Linked DNA regions of Sus scrofa: all the other regions are linked to region 3. A link is a contact called in public Hi-C and HiChIP or PLAC-seq data. All regions are on one chromosome and are shown on one strand. Each heading gives the region's core, a stretch centred on a gene start, on an enhancer-like site or on the middle of the called end of the contact. The rest is flanking DNA. Distances are from core to core; before and after follow the strand shown. Region 1 holds the start of CASP2 (caspase-2). Region 2 holds the start of CLCN1 (chloride channel protein 1). Region 3 holds the start of GSTK1 (glutathione S-transferase kappa 1).

Region 1 (3,721 bases), core at 514-3,013, 33 kb after region 3:
CCATAAAACAGATCCTGTCTGAATAACAGCGAAAAGTCACCCTGGGATCCCTTGACAAGACAGGGCGAGAGTTCTATGCCCCAGTTATGTAGGGTCTGCGAGCCCCCTGCCACCTGAAGAAGCTACTGAAGATAGACCATAGCCCTTCATCTTCCCAATAAAGATGTACTGCGGTTCACATCTCTCAGGGGGGATTTGAAGCAGGGTCCCAGGTTGAGCAAATGTAATCTGTTCCCTGTGGATAGATAACTTCAAGATAAAAGCTCCTACTTGGATAAAAGATAGAGACCATCTATTTCTCATTTTCTCCGAAACTACACACTGGCAGAATGGTTCCCCAGGGACAGAGAAAGGAGGGGCACCAGACCACAGTACATCCGGTCAACTTCCCAAAGACCCTTGTGCTAAAATCCACCCTGAGGGCAGGGCCCCAAGTCAGGCAAAAGCCAGACAAAGCAAGATGACAGGCCAGAGGAAGCCCGGAAGGACTGTCCCCCTACAAGTGACTTAAAGGATCTCCAAAGCATGTGTCTCTCGCTTCCTATCTTGCTCTGTCAGTCTTTTTTCTCCCTCCACCCCCATCCGGGTCCCCCAGCCTGCCAGTGCTCCCTGCACCTTCTTTCTCATCTCTCTTCAAATACTTACTTGCCTCATTACCCTCAGTCTCTTTGCCAAATTCTTTCCCCAAAGACCCAAAGTTGTGGGGACCTACATCAACTGGTAAGGGTTCAGCATTCTCAGCCAGCAATACACCCTCCCCCCCAACATGAAAGCCCATGTGTTTTCAATACAAGGCAACAGAAGCCAGGTTATCCCATATTTCTGTGAGCTGTGGTGTAGGTCACAGATGTGGCTGGGATCTGGCATTGCTGTGGCTGTGGCGTAGACAGGCAGCTGTAGCTCTGATTCAACTCCAAGCCTGGGAACTTCTATATTCCTGGCAGCCCTAAATAAAATAAAATGTAAAACATGAGCTTCTTGGCTGGGGTGGTGGAGTATCTAAGGCCCTCTTTTATTATTATTATTATTATTATTATTTTGTCTTTTCAGGGCCACACCTGTGATATATGGAAGTTCCCAGGTTGTGAGTTACAGCTGTAGCTGCAGGTCTACACCACAGCTCCCAGCAACACGGGATCCTTAACCCACTGAGCGAGGCCAGGGATTAAACCCGCATCCTCATGGATAGTAGTAGGGTTGTTGCCCCTGAGCCGCAAGGGGAACTCCCTGTAAGGATCTTTTTTGAATCATCTATTATGAAACACTCTACTCGCTTCAGCCTCACCCTTGCGCTCTAACCGCCAGGGTTTTGCCCCAGGCCCCCTGCCCTGCTTCCCCAGATTCAAAAAGCATATCTGTCTTTCTGGACTCCTGTGCTGCACCTGTGCTGTAGGTTTTAGCCCCTGGGAGCCGCTCCACCGGCACTGACCCGCGCGCCCTACTCAGTCGGTCATCTTCGGGCGCGGGGACCTGTCTACAGCGCCTCCTAGCGCTCTCCACGTCTTCCTTACCCGGGTCCCAGCAATTAAACTCGATGGAGTGAAAAGTCCGGCCACACCCATGTCCACCGAGTTCTTGCAATAGGCGGGTGTGGCCCGGCGGGCGGTGCTGGGGCGGGAGCGTGATTTCCGCGGGAACCCACGGCCAATGGGGTGCCCACGCTGGGCGGGGCGGCTCCGTCCTTCCCCTTCCGAAGAGGGCGCTCTCACCCCATTGGACGGCGCTTCAACTCGAGGGCTCTGCGCCTGCGCGCGCCCCGCCGACGGCCCCGCCGGCCGGCGCGGGGGTGCAGCTAGGAGAAGTAGTGCGCAGGCGCCTAGCGCGCGGGCGGACGGGGGAGGGATGCGGAGGACGCGAAGGCTCGCGGTTTGTTTGGGTCGCGGACGGTGCGCGGGAAAAGCGGGGAATGGCGGCGCCGAGCGCGGCCTCCGGACCTGCCCTCCAGCAGAAGGGGCTGATGGCCGCTGATCGGGGTCGCAGGTGAGTGAGGGAGGATCCCCGGGGTCGTTGGTTGGACCCAGGGACGGGAGCTCGGGCCTCTGGCGTGTGGCCCTGGCGCCCCCCGATCTAAACCCCTGGAAAAGCGGCGTCCGCTCTTCCTGCCTAGGGTGGGAGGCGGGGCAGGGCCCCCGGGGGCGCGCGGGCGGGTGGGTCTTCTGGCCTTGACTCTCTTTTTCTTCTACCCGGGCGTCTGAACAAGGTAAGATCTTTCCATTCCTGCCAGATCGTGGCTTCTCTTAAAGCTCCGTCATTCTTTCTTTCCCCTTATGAGGTTTTCAACTCCTTTATGAGGAACTAAACTTAAACCTGCAGACCTCGGAATCCTGCCTGATGTGCATTTGTTTGGGATGGAATATATCATGACCCGTATTGTGTTGACTGTAATGGCCTGATGTGCAGGGCATTCAGCACAGCTTTTGGAGTTTGAGTGCTTTGAGACCGGGAGGTGCCCGAGGCTCCAAGTGTGTCTCCGCCAGTGCTCTAGTTTTATCATTTCATGACACACATTTTCCAGGATAACATATTTTAATGTTTCCTGGTTCAGACCCAAGTTGATTGAGGACTTTGGGTGCAGAGCCTGCAGAAGGACACAGAATCAAGACTCAAGAATCTCCCCTGTGATTCTGCACCACCTCCTCCCTTTCCAGATCAGTCCTAAAGTTCTAGGTAATTGTGGTTATTTGTGGAACGTCCACATTTGAGACTCTCCCCAGAACGTGCAATACAGGAAGGAGAAGGTGTGTGGAGAATGGATAATACTTCAGATTAAATCTCTTGGGTTACTGATTGGAAGTTTAAGTTGAGAATTTAGAGTTAAGAACTGAGAGTCAGTGCGTGAATGGTGAGTATGGATGAGATTGAATAGGGAGAGGCTTTTTGAGGGGGGATCCTAAAGGAAGAGCAGCATGTGAGGGCAGGCCAGAGGTCCTGTGAAGGAAATGACCTAGAAGGCAGAGAGGGGAACTGAAGACAGTGGTGTCCTGGCAACCGGGGGAGGAGAAAGTTGTAAGGAGAAAATGCTCCTGGGACTTTAGGGAGGAAAAACTGAGGAAACTTACCCTGCATTGTCTGTATCCTGAGGAAAGACCTAGTATCCAGTTGTGATGTCATCTTACAGTTGACCTTTCAACACTTATTTTTAACCAGAGTTCACACTTGTCTCATTGTTACTGCTTTCGTGTGTTCTAAGGTGATTTTTTTTTTTTGTCTTTTGAGGGCCACACGCACGGCATATGGAAATTCCTAGGCTTGGGGTCACATCAGAGCTGCAACTGCAGGCCAGTGCACAGCCACAGCAACATGGGATCCAAGCCTCCGCTGCAGCCTGTACACAATGCCAGCTCCTGTACCACTGAGTGAGGCCAGGGATCGAACCCATGTCCTCTTGGATACTTGTCGGGTTCATTATTGCTGAGCCACGATGGGAACGCCTAAGATGATTCATAAGTGAGGTTTTTGATATCTTTAGAGTGTGTTGTTGTAGCAGGTTTTTACTAAAGGTTTGGTGTAAACGAGTATTACAATAGAACGGAGAACGTGAAATTAAAATGCAGTTTCAGACATGACTGTCAGACTTTTTACTTAGTTCTTTATGGATTCTGGTCATTTCTTTTTCTTTTTGCCATTTCTTGGGCTGCTCCCGCGGCATATGGAGGTTCCCAGGCTAAGGGTTGAATCAGAGTGGTAGCCACTGGCCTACACCACAGCCACAGCCACGCAG
Region 2 (4,180 bases), core at 9-2,508, 58 kb after region 3:
TTTGAAGAATCTGGAAGGCAAGGCCCAGTACACAGTAGAGGAGAAATGACTGCTACATTTGGACAGCTACAAAGAGAAAGTGTGTTTATAGGAGATTTCGGTTGCCTGGGGAAAGTTTCAGAAAGTAGGTGGTCATGGGTTTTGTGCTACGCTGGATGTGCAGAAGGAAAACCATGACGGAAAGCCCCTGAAAGAGAGCCTGATGGCATATTATCCAGTGATTTTTTTTTTTCTTCTTTTTTTTTTTTGTTTTTTTTAAGGCTGACCTGTGGCCTAAGGAGTTCTCAGACCAGGAATCAGATCCCAGCGGCAGTTTCAACCTACGCTGCAGCTGGGGCAACACCCACTGTGCCAGGCTGGGGATCAAACCTGTGTCCTGGTGCTGCAGAGATGCCACTGCTCCCATCGCACCACAGCGGGGACGCCACTCATGAGATCTGAACCAGTTCTGATTTCATGCTCAGAATTATTGCCCTCCAGTCCTTGCCCTTCAGCGCTAGCAGATGTACGATTCCTCGACCCTCTCATTTCAGAACCTGCTTTTTAGAATAGCGGCTGGTGCTTCGGGGTGGCTTGGTGGAGTGTGCGGGTTTTCTCAGTGCCCATGAGCGCTGCCCTCAAATCTCAGAATCCATCATCTGGACCTGATTTTCTCAGGAATTGTGAAGACATGGTAGTCGTGTTAGACAATTGTTGCTTGGGGTTATCAAGCCCCAACAAAAGCTGGTTACCTTCAGGGGAGCCATACTCCACAAAGGGGTGAAAATCTTCTCTGTTTCTTTTTCTTTGTTGTCTTTTTGCCATTTCTAGGGCTCTACCCGCGGCAGATGGTGGTTCCCAGGCTAGGGGTCAAATCAGAGCTGTAGCCGCCAGCCTGCACCAGAGCCACAGCAACGCGGGATCTGAGCCGCGTCTGCAACCTACACCACAGCTCACGGCAACGCCGGATCCTTAACCCACTGAGCGAGGCCAGGGACCGAACCCGCAGCCTCGTGGTTCCTAGTCGGATTCGTTAACCACTGAGCCATGACGGGAACTCCAAATCTTCTCTGTTTCTAAAGCCCCCTCCCCAAAGAATGTAATTGCACTTTGGCACTCTGTAATCTTTTGTTTGTTTGTTTGGTCTTTTGGGGCCACAAGCACGGCCTAGGGAAGTTCCCGGACTAGGAGTTGAATCAGAGCTGCAGCTGCCAGACCCGAGCCAAGTCTGCACCCTACACCACAGCTCACAGCAATGCCAGATCCTTAACCCACTGATCAAGGCCAGGGATGGAACCCACATCCTCATGGATACTCGCTGGGTTTGTTCCCGCTGAGCCATGACAGGAACTCCCATAACGTTGTTTCTGTAGTGAAGAGTTCACAGGGAAAAGACTGTCCTAGGAAAAGTGGTTTTAAAAAAGTGCGATGCCAGATGGAGTAGCTTGGCCTTGGCCAAAAATTATTTATTGACCTGAAACGGGAAGAATAGCAGAGTACTTCCCTGTCATCTTTTATGTTGTCGGACTCATCACGAGCAATGCCCACTCCCTTCCCTCCCTGGTGTCCCCCGTTCCCACTTCCCCTTCTCCCCTGTTATCTAACCTGTGCTGACAGGCTCCCAAGGGCTGCTCCACAGTCTAAGTGGAAGCTCAGCCCTCCCTGTACATCCAGGCTGTGGCGTGGCGGGCATGTATCAGTCTGGGACGTGGGAGAAATGCCAGAAGCCAAGGCTATTGCCCTCTGCCCCACACCCAGCGGGTGATAAAGCTGGGGTCAAGGGCATGGCCCCAAAGCATCACTGGCAGCCTCTGGCAGACAGAAAAGGCAGCGCTGGAGGAGAAAACTCACCACTGGTTGGATTGGGGAGCTGGTCCGACCGATGAGTAAACTGGAGGAAGATACGGAGCTGGGAGCCACCCCACAGGGACCGGTGGCGGACAGGTGCCAGCTGCTCCCCCAGGTGAGCCCCTCCCCCTCTGCCCCCCGCATTTCCAGACCCTAGAGGCATGCCATCTGGCTCCCCAGTCCTCACCTCCCCAGGGACGCAGAGGTGCAGTCTGGGGAGCAGACAGGTTTGAAGAGGGCGTGTGAACCAGTTTCCCATCCTGGTCTGGGAGGTATTTATAGAGGGACCGGTGGCCTGGGACTAGAAGCCTCCTGGTGACTAAGGAGGGGGACAGTGCTGCTGGCCCCGCTGAGGGAATTCCCTGTGGGGCTGCCCCGCAGGTTCTCGTCCCCACCCCTCCCCCGCACGGCTCTCACACCTGCTTCGACCCCAAGCAGATCAGATGTGGCAATGGGGGGGTCATGTGACGGCGAGATGGCTATAAATAGCTGGGGGTGGGCATGCTGCCCCAGACGCCTTGGGGACAGGCAGGAGGACCGGCCTAAGGAGCTGTACTGCGGGGAGGGCGGGGGCCAGCAGGCCGAGGCCTGGCCGGGGAGGGAGCATGGAGCCCTCTGAGTCCCAGCGGCGTGGGCGCGAGCAAAGCTGGTGGGGCAGTGCCCCCCAGTACCAGTACATGCCCTTTGAACACTGCACCAGCTACGGACTGCCCTCTGAGAACGGGGGCCTTCAGCACAGGCTCCGGAGGGATGCGGGACCCCGACCCAGTGCCCACCCCACACAGGTAAAGTCCTCAAGGGTGGGAGCGGGGGAGGGGGCGGGGGTTCGAGGGGACTTTGAGGAGAGGGCTGTGCGTGCCATGGATTGGGGGAAATGAGCAAAAAGAGGGAGCAGTGTGATCTTTTTAATTTCAAGTACACGGTAACATGTCCAAAATATGGACATTCTGCAAAGGTCTGGCTTCAGCTAAGTGTGCACTTGTGTGAGACACACGGACTTTTAACACAAGCTTTACCAACAGAGCCCCCGGATCCTGTGGGGAGGCAGCAGAACCCCACACGCACGACAGGCTCGTGCTTACATAACCCACACGAGGTGACTGGCAGGGGAGCCCACACCTCTGCGTGTGTGAGTTGACACACGCTCACCCGCATGCGGACACCTCCAGACGAGCCCCTCTCCGCCCCCAACAGAACACACACACCAACACCCCTGCAGAAGGCAGAAGAGGGGCGGGATAAGTGGCGAAAAGGGACTGAATTGCATATCAGGGTCCCGTCAGCAGGAGAAATGTGATCAAACCTTCAGGCGGGGATTAATCAAGTCAGAACCTATGAAGGGGGCAGGTCCAGAGATATGACCCCGGTGAGAGGGGCTTGTGAACAAATTGGGGGTGTCCAGGAATGAATATCCTCCAGGGGCTGGAGGCATCTAGGCAAGGACCGCAGGATGGGGGCTGCTGGGACAGGTGGGAGCTTGTCACATAAATACACAGATTATGATTATCGGGTGGACATGCATGTGGAGAAGCACTGGATGGAACCTGTTGGGGGAACAGGAAATCGGCATTTAGAAGAGTTTTAACCAACAAGGGGGCAGATTGCAGCTCCTTGTTTCGGGGTCTGGCCAGGACCGGGAAGCTGAGGGGCTGGGCTGGGCTGGTGACCTCAGCTTAGGGGTCAAGAGGATTCACGTCTCCGTCCTGCTCCATCCCTGGTGTGGTGGCTAAGGGCAGCCCCAGAGCATGAGTTGGGGGTGGGGACCTGAAAGCCAGGGGGGCTCCAGTGGTGAGTCAGAGGGGGCTTCCTGGAGAAGGGAGGGCCTGGAACACTGTGCCAGGGGCGGACAGGAAGCCCTCTTTTGGAGTTCCTGTTGTGGCTCAGCAGGTTAAGGACCCAGCACTGTCTCTGTGAGAATGTGGGTTTGATCCCTGGCCTTGCTCAGTGGGTTGAGGATCTGGCATTGCCGAAGTTTCAGCGTAGGTCACAGATGCGGCTCAGATCTAGTGGCGTAGGCATCAGCTGCAGCTCCAATTCAACTCTTGGACCAGGAACTTCCATATGCCAAGGGTGCATCCATTTAAAAAAGACCTCTTCTCATAGCCACGTACATATCACCATGTATACAATCTGGGTGGGGCAACGAATTGAGTAAATGTGCAGCCGTGGAACCTTCTGGCGACAGGGAGAAAACCAGACACACCAGTGTAAGACTCCCCGTTGGACGGGAATGCCGAAGTGACTTGGGAAGTCAGGGTGGGCTGGTTTCCACAGGGCCCTGGAAGCAAAGAGGAGTTTAGACTTATTTGTTTCTCTGTTTAAATTTTCTTATGGAAAATTTCAAACTAACACA
Region 3 (3,578 bases), core at 121-2,620:
GTTGCTATTTCTTGGGCCGCTCCCGCGGCATATGGAGGTTCCCAGGCCAGGGGTTGAATCGGAGCTGTAGCCACCGGCCTACGCCAGAGCCACAGCAACGCGGGATCTGAGCTGCGTCTGCGACCTACACCACAGCTCATGGCAACGCCGGATCGTTAACCCACTGAGCAAGGGCAGGGACCGAACCCGCAACCTCATGGTTCCTAGTTGGATTCAGTTAACCACTGCGCCATGACGGGAACTCCCTAGGGTTGTTTTTCAATGCATACAAATGAGTGGAATCTTTGTAAGTTTTCCAATTCATAAAATTAGTAATATTAAGAATAATTTAATAAAATTAAATGGAATTTTTAAACTTGTTTCTTTGCAATAAATGTAATTCAAGTACAAGACAATATGACAGGAGTTCCTGCCGTGGCGCAGTGGTTAAGGAATCCGACTAGGAACCATGAGGTTGCAGGTTCGATCCCTGGCCTTGCTCAGTGGGTTAAGGATCCGGTGTTCCCGTGAGCTGTGGTGTAGGCTGCAGACGTGGCTCAGATCCCCTGTTGCTGTGGCTCTGATGTAGGCCGGCGGCTACAGCTCTGATTCGACCCCTAGCCTGGGAACCTCCATATGCGGGAATCTCCATATGCCCCGGGAGCGGCCCTAGAAAAGCCAAAAAAAAAAAAAAGAAGACAATATGACATATTTACAAGTACGAAGACAACAGACTATTCCTCATTATCCCTCCAATTACCGCTGCAGTAAGGTATCCTCTCCTTCGTTCAGAATATATTGGTTATCAAATATACTCCAGACATTGTGCTAAACTCTTGAGAAATACAAAAAAAATTATCATTGGGTCACTTCTTACTCTGCCCAGTCCCAGAAAGTCTTGCAATTGCCAAGTAACACTAAAAGCTGAGGTGAATCGTAATCCTTTCACTCCCCACAAGCCTGAATAAGGCAGTGTTATTATTATGTAAACCCTATTTTTATGCCTATGTTTACGAGAGAGGAGGCCACTGCGGTTCAGAGAGGTCAACGGGCTTGCCAGAGGCTCACAGCTAAGTGAGAGGCCAGCACTCACCCTTAAACTACGTCCGTTTGCCCCGGACTCCACTGCAGGGCAGGGCGGTGACCGTGAGGTGCTTGGGTCACCACACCGGCGCGCTCCGCAGGGGATATCCTCTCACCCTCGCCTCCCGGGCGCTCTCCGCTTTTCCAGGGCACCCCACAGCCAGCCCGACTCTGCCCGCTGCGGGCTGCGCGGCCAGGGCGGGGCGGGCGAGGCGGGGCGGGGCTGTCCCCCGAGCCGGGGGCGGGGCTCCGGGGAAGGATGGGCGGGGCGGGGCGGATGGGCGGGGCGGGGCCTGACCCCGGGGAGGCCGGGAATCGGGGCGGGGCCGAAGGTGGGGCCCGTCCTCACTCTGCGCCTGGAGCCGCGGCCTGGACGCTGCGCGCAGGAGAAAGGGAACGATCAACGCTCGGCTTGCTGGGCCGCGCTTGCTTCTCAGTTGTCCGGCTGCAGCATGGGGCCTCTCCCGCGGACCGTGGAGCTTTTCTACGATGTGCTGTCCCCCTACTCCTGGCTGGCCTTCGAGGTGACGCCTGGGGAGCCGCTTCAGCCGGGGCTTGGAGAGCAGAGGGAAGGGCGAGCTTGGGGCGCGGGAACCGCAGTCTTGTGAAACTCCTGGCTCTGCCCGGCGCGTTTAAGACACGTTGATAGAGCCAGGGCTGAAGGTCACTGTGTCGGTAAACAGGATACGATCGCTGGCTCCAGGGAGAGCCCTTATATTCTAAAGTAGGGGTTTCCTACAGTGAAAGAGGAACAGCTCCAGAGAATGTAGGAGAAATCCATGGCACCGCCACTTCTTAGCCCTCAGATGTCAGTTTTGCGGGGTAGCGTGCAGAACAGATAAAAACTGTCCACAAAGATCCTGGGATGGATTTCTAGGCGTAGAGAGTTTTGCCATTTCAAACCAAGCACTTTAGGGCCTCCTCCTAAGCCCTTCCCTGCACGTGTAGCCTCTGGCTGGTCATTACTACGAACCTTTCCCTTCCCTCAGCCTTTTTCACTGCCCATCTTTCACTCTCCATCTTCGCCTCCTCTCCTGCAGATCCTGTGCCGGTACAAGAACATCTGGAATGTCAACCTGCAGCTGTGCCCAAGCTTAATTGCAGGGATCTTAAAAGACAGCGGTAGGAAGGCGTTTTCTCCAAGGATTTGAGGGAAGACTGACTTCAGAGACCCATAGGCGCTACCACTGGAGTTTCATATTGGTGGCAGCAGCCAGTAATATGCCCTCTGCCCAAAGCCTGGGAAGGAGTCCCCCGGGCCTGGGACTCTTAGGTGTCTCTTACCAGTGAGCCTAACTGTCCATTTTCAGGAAACCAGCCACCAGCTATGCTTCCCCGCAAAGCTGTGTACATGAAAGAGGACATTAAGCGACTGGGACACCATCTCCAGGTTCCCATCCACTTCCCCAAGGATTTCTTCTCTACAATCCTTGGAAAAGGTGAAAAACATGGGATATAGATGGGGCATCAAGTGGGGAGGAGTAGATTTGGAGATCGCAAGGCTGGGAAGAAGAGGCTTAGGTGCTACGTTAAGTGCAACAAACCTTGGGAAAACTCAGGATAAGAGTTGAGCGAGGTTGTGGGGACGTAAGGACAGGAAGAACAGGACTAATCAGTTCCCAGAAACTTGGGTGGGGGGCTGAGGGCAATGGCGCACTGCAGGGTGTCAGGTGCAGGAAAGAGCTGGTCTTCCATGGGAAGCAGGCTAGGAGGGCCCTACTTCTGAGGGCCTCTGCCCCACAGGAAGTTTGACAGCCATGCGCTTCCTCACCACCGTGAAACTGGAGCACCCCGAGATGCTGGAGAAAGTGTCCAGGGAACTGTGGATGCGCGTCTGGTCACGGGTGAGCGCAGGGCTCTGGGAACCCACGTGCGAGGATACCCAGTGTGACTTGGTGACCTTCCCCTAGGTCCTGCCCTCCGCGTTGTTCCCTGACCTGGTGCCCTCTGGGTCCTGCCCTCCGCGTTGTTCCCTGACCTGGTGCCCTCTGGGTCCTGCCCTCCCTGTTGTTCCCTGACCTGGTGCCCACTAGGTCCTGCCCTCCGCCTTGTTCCCTGACCTGGTGCCCTCCATCACACCCCTCACTCACCACCCCCCTCATACCAAGTGTCCTCTTCTTCCCAGGACGAAGACATCACAGAGCCCCAGAGCGTCCTGGCCGTGAGTGTCCCCTCTCATGGGGAATCTGAGTACACTTGGCATTGGGTGCAGAGAGGACAAGGTTTTCTTACTGGGTGGACGAGGTCATAGTTATTTGGGGAGGAAGGATGTTTGAGAGGCCAAATCACCAAAGCATTGGAACTAAGGACTCTTGAAAGAATATTTCATGGTTGAAAGAGGAAGTGCAGAATTCTCCCTGGGTAGCATGTATTTGATGAAAGAACTTAGTGGCAGAGAGGGAATAATTGTTGGCACCTGCCAATGGGAAGACATGAAGTATTGGCAAGTCTTGGCCTCAGGACTCCAACACAAACCTCACCAAGATATCTGGAGTGGAAAGCAGAAAATTAAAAAA

What was found. A called contact is a pair of places that touch in the nucleus more often than the background predicts. HiChIP or PLAC-seq counts read pairs in DNA pulled down with a chosen protein or histone mark.
Region 1: a Hi-C map of liver shows a contact between it and region 3, with 2.6 times the contacts expected there. The contact joins the promoter of CASP2 here to the promoter of GSTK1 in region 3. A contact is called at or near these places in 1 of 5 promoter capture datasets (liver), 14 of 47 Hi-C or Micro-C datasets (alveolar macrophages, blood, fetal heart ventricle and 9 more) and 2 of 2 datasets of contacts at active chromatin or transcription factors (alveolar macrophages and skeletal muscle).
Region 2: a contact with region 3 is called in an H3K27ac HiChIP or PLAC-seq map of skeletal muscle. The contact joins the promoter of CLCN1 here to the promoter of GSTK1 in region 3. A contact is called at or near these places in 1 of 47 Hi-C or Micro-C datasets (blood) and 1 of 2 datasets of contacts at active chromatin or transcription factors (skeletal muscle).

The regions. Positions count from the first base shown.
Region 1 is chr18:6,964,130-6,967,850 of Sscrofa11.1, reverse strand. It overlaps CASP2 (caspase-2), which reads left to right and starts at 1,763. Exons shown (of 11, transcript XM_005657720.3): 1 at 1,763-1,980. The coding sequence starts at 1,907.
Region 2 is chr18:6,938,608-6,942,787 of Sscrofa11.1, reverse strand. It overlaps CLCN1 (chloride channel protein 1), which reads left to right and starts at 1,258. Exons shown (of 21, transcript XM_021078562.1): 1 at 1,258-2,612. The coding sequence starts at 2,433.
Region 3 is chr18:6,996,860-7,000,437 of Sscrofa11.1, reverse strand. GSTK1 (glutathione S-transferase kappa 1) reads left to right here and starts at 1,370. Exons shown (of 8, transcript NM_001315574.1): 1 at 1,370-1,586; 2 at 2,103-2,184; 3 at 2,373-2,501; 4 at 2,806-2,906; 5 at 3,188-3,223. The coding sequence starts at 1,515. LOC106508196 (a long non-coding RNA gene) reads right to left here and starts at 1,272. Exons shown (of 4, transcript XR_001304823.2): 1 at 1,073-1,272.